2 separate regions of the Mus musculus genome follow, and region 1 is linked to region 2. A link is a contact called in public HiChIP or PLAC-seq data. All regions are on one chromosome and are shown on one strand. Each heading gives the region's core, a stretch centred on a gene start, on an enhancer-like site or on the middle of the called end of the contact. The rest is flanking DNA. Distances are from core to core; before and after follow the strand shown. Region 1 overlaps Plekhb2 (pleckstrin homology domain containing, family B (evectins) member 2). Region 2 holds the start of Arhgef4 (Rho guanine nucleotide exchange factor (GEF) 4).

Evidence for each region. HiChIP or PLAC-seq counts read pairs in DNA pulled down with a chosen protein or histone mark.
Region 1: an H3K27ac HiChIP or PLAC-seq map of embryonic stem cells shows a contact between it and region 2, with 2.6 times the contacts expected there. The contact joins the enhancer-like site here to the promoter of Arhgef4 in region 2. A contact is called at or near these places in 2 of 39 promoter capture datasets (the 3T3-L1 cell line and stem cell-derived epiblast-like cells), 1 of 484 Hi-C or Micro-C datasets (nephron progenitors), 1 of 115 datasets of contacts at active chromatin or transcription factors (embryonic stem cells) and 3 of 9 other capture datasets (adipose tissue, liver and pancreatic islet).

What each region holds. Positions count from the first base shown.
Region 1 is chr1:34,858,252-34,862,124 of GRCm38.p6, reverse strand. It overlaps Plekhb2 (pleckstrin homology domain containing, family B (evectins) member 2), which reads right to left. Exons shown (of 8, transcript NM_145516.2): 2 at 208-252. The coding sequence starts at 244. Among named protein-coding and RNA genes, the nearest start is that of Plekhb2, 10 kb to the right of the region's middle. Within about 2 kb of position 1,849, at least 13 of the 459 cell types and tissues checked have an H3K27ac peak or open chromatin away from gene starts, as enhancers often do. A contact at or near this core is called in adipose tissue and embryonic stem cells, where this site is marked.
Region 2 is chr1:34,675,960-34,679,473 of GRCm38.p6, reverse strand. It overlaps Arhgef4 (Rho guanine nucleotide exchange factor (GEF) 4), which reads right to left and starts at 1,292. Exons shown (of 14, transcript NM_001368773.1): 1 at 1,212-1,292. The coding sequence starts at 1,250.

The DNA of each region.
Region 1 (3,873 bases), core at 600-3,099, 180 kb before region 2:
ATAAAGCACGGGGGCGGGGGGGGGGGGCAGAGCCCTCCCTGCTTCCTGGTTCCTATTAGCTCCATGGTTTCTATTAGCTCCATGGTTTCTTGAGGACCGTCACAGAGCCCTAAAGATTCCCAGAGGAGATGCACGGCAACAGTAGTAACCAGACGTGACCATTGGCAGACATGATCTGTTTTAGGGTTCTCAGATGTCTCTACTCACTCTGCCGAAGTAACCATCCACTCTTCACGAACGCCATCTCTCCAGCTGCAGGAGAGAGAGCAGACAGGGTCAGGATCAAGAGTCAGGAAAAGAACGGTTCATCTGGCTCTTTTCAACCCCTCCCCTCTCCCCTCTTCCCTCCCCACTCTTCCCTTCTCCCCTTCTCCCCTCTCCCCTCTCCTGAGGGAGCTGAGGAACAACCCAAAGCCGTGTGACCTCACACTACCTGATATTTATCAAAGCCTTCTCCACGGGTCTATACCACCCACCCTTCCTCCCACCTCCTGAGTCCCAACAGGCTCAGGGCAGCTCCAGAAATACTAAGGCTTGACTCCGCTACGGACTTGAGCCTTCTCACGACACATCCAAGTGTCCTAAAGACCTGGAGTCCAGCTGCCTCGGCCCAACGCTGATATGTTCCACAGACTCACAAGTCTAGTCATCCCTCACTGTTATCAGATGAGTAGCTAGTTCAAGGCAGAAAACCTTGGGCCTTCAAGAAAAACACTGAGAGATTTAATTCCATAAAATAGATGACCCAATCCTTCCTGCTTCTCAGAGGCCCCAGGTGTTGTTCTGGGTGGCAGTTTACGACCACCTGGAACTCCAGTTTCAGGGGATCTGACCCCCTCTTCTCTCCTCCACAGCCACTGCATGCACATGGTGCACTTAAAACACACACACACACACACACACACACACAACAAAACACTCATACAGCTAAAATGAAAACAAAAACTAAAAACCGCCCTGGGCCAGTGAGGTTTAGTAACAGGTAATGGCAATTCCTAGCACCCACACGCCAGAGGAAAACTGACTCCGAGGAGTTGTTCTCTAACCCCCAACATGTGCACCACAGCACAAGTGTGTCCCTCCACAGTAATAATAGGCATAACTTTAAAAACAAAGGATATCTGTATAGGTGAAGGAGTGTCAAAAGACTAATGACAAATGAGGAAGACCATTAACAGATGGCAGCAATGACGTCTCACACACACACACACACACTCTCTCTCTCTCTCTCTCTCTCTCACACACACACACACACACACACACACACACACACACACACACACAGAGCCATAAAACAAACAAGAACAAACTCTTAAAATACCCAGTTTGGGTCAGGAAGAGGGTTCAGTAGGCAACAGGGCCTGCGGCAAAGCCTGAAGTCAGTAGTATGATCTCTAAGACACAGAGGGAGGCAAGAGAAATCCAACTCCCTCAGGTTGTCCTCTGACCTTGGCATGCATGTCAGGGTGTGTGTGTGCACATACACGATCAATCATCAATCAATCTGTAAATTTAAATGTAAATTAGATATAAAAAATTAAAGAAGATAGTCAGTTCCTTCTCAACTCAGAAGACAAAACTCAGATGCAGAGTTCGCAGTTTTCCCCATCGGCCTGGCAAACTTCAATGCCTAGCCAGGAGGAAGTGTTGCAGTGTAGAAGGCCTGGCAGGATAAAGAGATTCCAAAATGACTTGGAGTCCCTCCCTTTGGCCATCAGACTGTGAAACAAGACACCATGCGGAATTGAGATTTTCCCAGGGATCTCATTCTGGAAAGGACAGGCCGATGCCTGGTAGAGCCAGAAGGGGAACTACTCTGGAAAGAGAATCTCCACGGTCTGACAGCGAATCAGACCACCCTGAGACTGGTCAGTGCCGGCTGAGACAACCCCTTGACCAGGAAAGCTATGCATATGTCTAGTCCTCTACTTAAACCTAAACTTCACGTTGGGACGGAGAAGACAGCCTGGTGGGAGTTGGAGGCTGTGATTGGATCTCTTCATCTCTCTTTTTCAAAGTAGCACACAATCACAAGCTGAATCCACAAAACCAGCCTCCATCTTTTTTTCCAAGAGATTGTGAACAGAGACATACCCACCCACCGCTACTGGCTGCCATCTTGTGACGGGATGGGGGAGGAGCTCAAAGGCAGCTGACCCTGAAGACAGCTGTGTTTACCAACTGGGCTAATCCCAAAACCCATCTGTGATGTGGTTAATCCCGATGGTCAATCAGCTTGATGGGACCTAGAATCACCTGCCTCAAGACCTCCAGGCATGTCTGAATTTGCAGATTAGATTACCTAAAGTGGAACAGCCCACCCTACAAGTGGGTGTCACTGTCCTGCAGGAAAGGGGAAGGGGGAAAGGAGAAAGGGGAAAGGAAAGGAGAAGAAAAAGTCCTACTAGTGAAGGCTGGACGGTGCTTAAGCGTTAAAGTTTAGACTGCGGCCCCGCTAGAAAATGCATCTTAGTTTGTTTCCTGCTACTGTGATAAACACACTGACCAAAAGCAACTTGGTGAGGAAAGGGCTTTTTTGGCTTACACATGCAGGATCACAGTCCCTTGAAGGAAGCCAAGGCAGGAACCTGGAGGTACGAACTGAAGCAGAAGCCTCAGGAGAATGCTACTTACTGGCTTGCTTCTCTTGCTTGAGAGCCGGGCCCTCCATAACAATCATAAGCAAGTCAATGACTTGCCCATAGGCCCACAGACTTGCCCATAGGCCCACAGACTTGCCCATAGGCCCACAGACTTGCCCATAGGCCCACAGACTTGCCCATAGGCCCACAGACTTGCCCATAGGCCCACAGACTTGCCCAAAGGCCCACAGACTTGCCTATAGGCCTCTCTCATGAAAGCAGCGTGTTGATAGGGATGCATGTTGGATTTACTACTTATGATGTTAGGTATGCATGCTAGGACAAAAGGCTAGGCTTACAACCGAAAGGACCAGACTTCTGCCTGACTTCCGATGGAGGGCTCGGGAGTCCTGGGACTAGAAAAGCTAGGAGCAGGCTTGAAGGCAGCTTGAACATGAGCTGCTAAGGTAACAGCCCTGGGGATCTGACCCTGGTGTTCACAAGCTGAGGACTGTGCCAGGGCTTGTCAGGCAGGCTCTCACTTACACAGTGTCTACAAGGAAGGTCAGAAGAAGCCCTGTCAATGGGTACACCCCATGACACCTTACAGCTCTCCACCCAGGTCAGAGGACAGTCGGCCAGCTGCTGGGCGTATCTCCGGAGGCAGTGGAGCTGGGGTGTGAGGCCATGTGACTCAGGGCAGAATAAGGAAGTAAACAGCCGTTTTGTCTTCTGGTCTCCTGGGCAGTGCCCCTCCACACACAACCTCTGTTTCCAGGTTTCTATCAGGCCAAAAGCAGCATGGGGCACAGCCCAGGCCCTCCACCCCAGAGAAAACAACACAACCGAATCCTGAACTCCACTCCTGATCACAACGCTTTGAGAACAATGGTCTCTGGAGAAATGGAGTTTTTCGGGGAGTCTCATGCTGGCAGGAAAAGGTTGAAGCCTGATTCTGCCACAGGGGAGGCAAGTCTCCCAGAGAGATTCCACTCGGAGCTGGATGGTGTTCTACCAATGATGAGCCAATGCTGCAGACCTGGACCAGAACTGCTGGGCTATGCACAAATGCTTCCTAACCTTCTATTTAAACCTGAACCTTGGGGCTGTAATCTGGTTTATGTGTATACAGTGTATGTGCCTGTGCACACTCAATAAATAAAAACATTTTAAATGATTAAATTTTAAGACAATTCCTTTTGGTTTCAAGAGAGGGTCTCTTCATTTTTATTTCCGTGTAGGTGTGCCTGTAGTCTGCCACATGTGTGCAGATGCCTGAGAAGGCGTGAAA
Region 2 (3,514 bases), core at 43-2,542:
CACAAAAACTCCACCCACCTGTTGCCTTAAGACCCTCACCCGAAAGGAACAAAACGAATTAACCACACTTTTCCAAACAGGAAAACAAACCCCAAAGTGCTTAAATGATTATTCCAAGATCCACCGTATAGCTTGGGATTCTGTGGCAGGGTCATCATTCCAAGAGTCTGAACAGCACAAAACAGCGAGCCAGGCATGCTCGCCCTTCCCCCACCTCGATGCGGAGCCCCAGAAAGTCCCCTCTCCCCATCCCTCATTCTCTTCCTCTATGGTTGTATTGTAACCACTAAGGTGGTTACAGGTAGGCAGGCCTTCCAAATGGCAGAGGCAAAGGCTGAGGTCAGGCAGAGTTCCTTCTATCCCGTATGGGTCTGGGTCACCTGCTCACCCCCACCCCCACCCCACCCCCACCCCCGGCTCAGAGCTCTCAGGACCAGAAGACTCTGCCTCACCCGCAGCCATCACCTGCCAGCCTTTCCCTGCGCTTCCTCCTGCTGGCCTCCAGCTGACACTTCCGGATTCTTGAAGCCTTGGTCCTAAAGTCAGGTCACATTCCCACCTCCCACACTGCTCACTTGGAGAGGTGGGACTTGGCAACCTGCAACCAGCTACCCCTCTGCCAGTACCCTGCAGCCGGCTGCCCACCCCAAGATCCCTGTGTGGTTAAGAGACGTGGTAGCATCCCAGTATAGTGGGGTCTCCACGATCGACCGACCCCAGTCAAGGACTCAGCTCTTCTACTAAGTTCCGATTCCGGTACGGAGTCTTAGGCACTTGTTCACGAAGGTGCCCCAACCGAGATTCTCCCTCTGATATATCCAGGTAACTACAATAGCAACCACTTCCTGGGTAGCTCCAGCTGCCCAGCTACCCAGCCAAGACTGGGAGAAACCCAGGAGTGCCCGGGCTCTCACCAGTCTCTCCAGCCTCGGTCAAGTCCACTTTCCCCCTCCCCGGAGCCTATAATCCCCTGTGCGCCTCTTTCTCCCCCCGTCCCCGCAGTCCCCAAGGCCACACTCGGGCAGGCCACCACCTCCAGATCCAGCACATCCATCGAGAAGCTGCGACTGCCGCGCGGATCGTTCTTGGGTACCTCTTAGGCACCCACAAACAGCCCAGGGCGCAGCGGCGTGCGCGGCTGCCCCTTCAGCAACCCCAGCAAAACTCTGCAAGCAAACCCGGTTTTGAATCCCCGGGACCACGTCTCTCACCTTAAAGAAGCTGCGAAGGAAGTGCACCACACCGAGCATGGTGCTGCCCGGGCACTACGGCCACCCGCTGCTCCTGACTGCGCTGGCGAGCCGAGCTCCGGACGCCACCCCGCGCCCCGCCCCATGGTCTGCCCTGGACCGCCGAGGAGCCCCGCCTCCGCAACCGGGCCACGCCGGGCACGTGCGAGTCCGCAGGGACTTGTCCAAACACTGGTCCCGCCTGCCCACTAGGAATCTGAGCGTAGTCTAAGTAAGAAAAGGGCAAGTGGATCCACAGCGGTCTATCTGCGGCTCACTGGCACGCTTACCTCCACCCTTTGATCCCCTAGGTCTGTCTGGCACACAGTCCTATGACTAGTGCCTGACCGTGGTCCTATTGGAAGCAGCCACCTCCCTTTCCACCTCACAGCTTAGTCAAGCGTTGAGAACCTTCAAGACGTTAACGCAATACTTTAGTAGTTGAGGAAACAGAAGCTGCGCGCAGTCTGTACTCACAAAGCTAGAACTGGGCAATTGTGGACTCAAACCCCTGTACCTAACTAAGTCTTGACCCAGAGCCCACTTCTTGCTCCCCTTTCCCCGCCTTTCCAGTTGTTCTCTGATAGATGTGACTGGAGGAAAGGTGAGGAGAGTCCTGGAAGCTGGCGCAGCGTGGTGAGACAGAAGCAGGTGACCAGGACACAGGGGCTCTAGAGTCCCGTTTTTGACGAGTCATCAGTTTTTTAGGTTCATTTGTGTGTTTGTGCACAAGCATATGCACACCACAGGAGGATGTTCCGGGACTTGGCTTTTGCTTCCCGACTTTCCCCTTGGAGACAATCTCTCACTGCGTATGGGGCTGGTTTTTCTGCTGGAATGGCTGACTGGCTGGCTGTCAAGCCCAGCTCTCCATCCTATCTCTGCCAGGTTCCTCTGACTCAGGAAAGGAGTTATGGGCAGGCGTGGCCACACCCCGATTTTTATGTGGGGGCTGGGATCCAAACTCAAATCCTCTCACTTGTACATCAAGTTCTCTTAACAACCGAGCCATCTCCCTGGCCCCTAGTTATAATTTCATAACACAAAAAGAAAATGTTAATAACAGTTCCAGTGAGGCCAACCTGAGTTATAGTCATCTTTATATAAACGCAGCTTTAACACACTCAAACCTACACACACACACACACACACACACACCATTTTTTTTAAAAAAATAGTTGTAAAACAGAAATAGAGTATTCTAAATTTCTGCAGAAGTACAGAGGCAAGAGTTTGTGAGCATTGTACTGCATTTGATGGGATCAAGCATCCCATGAAGGTTGAGCATCTGTCCACACTGGCTCTGGGCATCCCTCACTGCATCCCTCACAGCCCAAGCCTGCATCCCTCACTGAAGTCCTACCCCAGTGATCATTAGCATATTACCTAGGTGACAGTTGGAGTGTAGTATATTTCTCCTATGTTCAAACAGCATCTGCTTCTCCACTTCCTTTCAGATGCCCAGGGCAGCCAGCCTAGGCCTGGTTGAAAGATAAATGGCTAGAACCCAGTGGGGTCAATTACTTCAGAGAAGCACCTGGACATTGTATGGAGGGACCGAATCTGTCACCCTCTGTGCTATCCAACTTGATAGACGCATATCCCTGAGTCACATGATAGTGCGAGAAAAGAGTCCGTGTTCAGAACTGGACTCTTGACTGGGTGGGCTCTGTGTATTTAGTCTTGGACACTGCCCCTGAATCTGTGTTCTTCACATGGGAGGGAACCACTGCCTAGAGAGGAAGCAATCCACTGTTGCAAGTTTCCATGGGGAGTCTGTTTGTATTTACCCCAGAGAGAGGCAAGCAGGGGCCAAAGAAAGGATTCCATTGCAATTCCATCTTAGTGAGCCACTATTGTTGGAGTACTCCGAGTACTGGGGGTGAGGGGTTACTTTCAGGAGTTTGGGTGACTCAGGCAGCTGCGTCCCTGAAAAACCTACCACTGCATGACCGAGCAGCAATGAGTGTGTTGCACTGCATGGATGGAGTCCCCTGAGGAGCTCACATGGAAGTCACCTCTCCTCCAGGAGTTGCCTGTAGTTGAATATAACTTCTGGGAGGAGCCTCTTGTGCGTTGAATGGGAGCTGTCAGCCTCCAGGTTCTTTGTAGGACTGGATGCTTCAGTCTGGAGGAAATGGCTGTAGAGCACCCACTAAGACTCCCTGGTGCTGATTATGAGTTCTGGCTACTTAAAAGGCTAGCACTAAGCCCTCCCAGAAGAGCATGGGGTTCACTGCAAGTCTACGCGCCTGGCCTCTTGCTCTGCTGTGGACTTGTCTGAC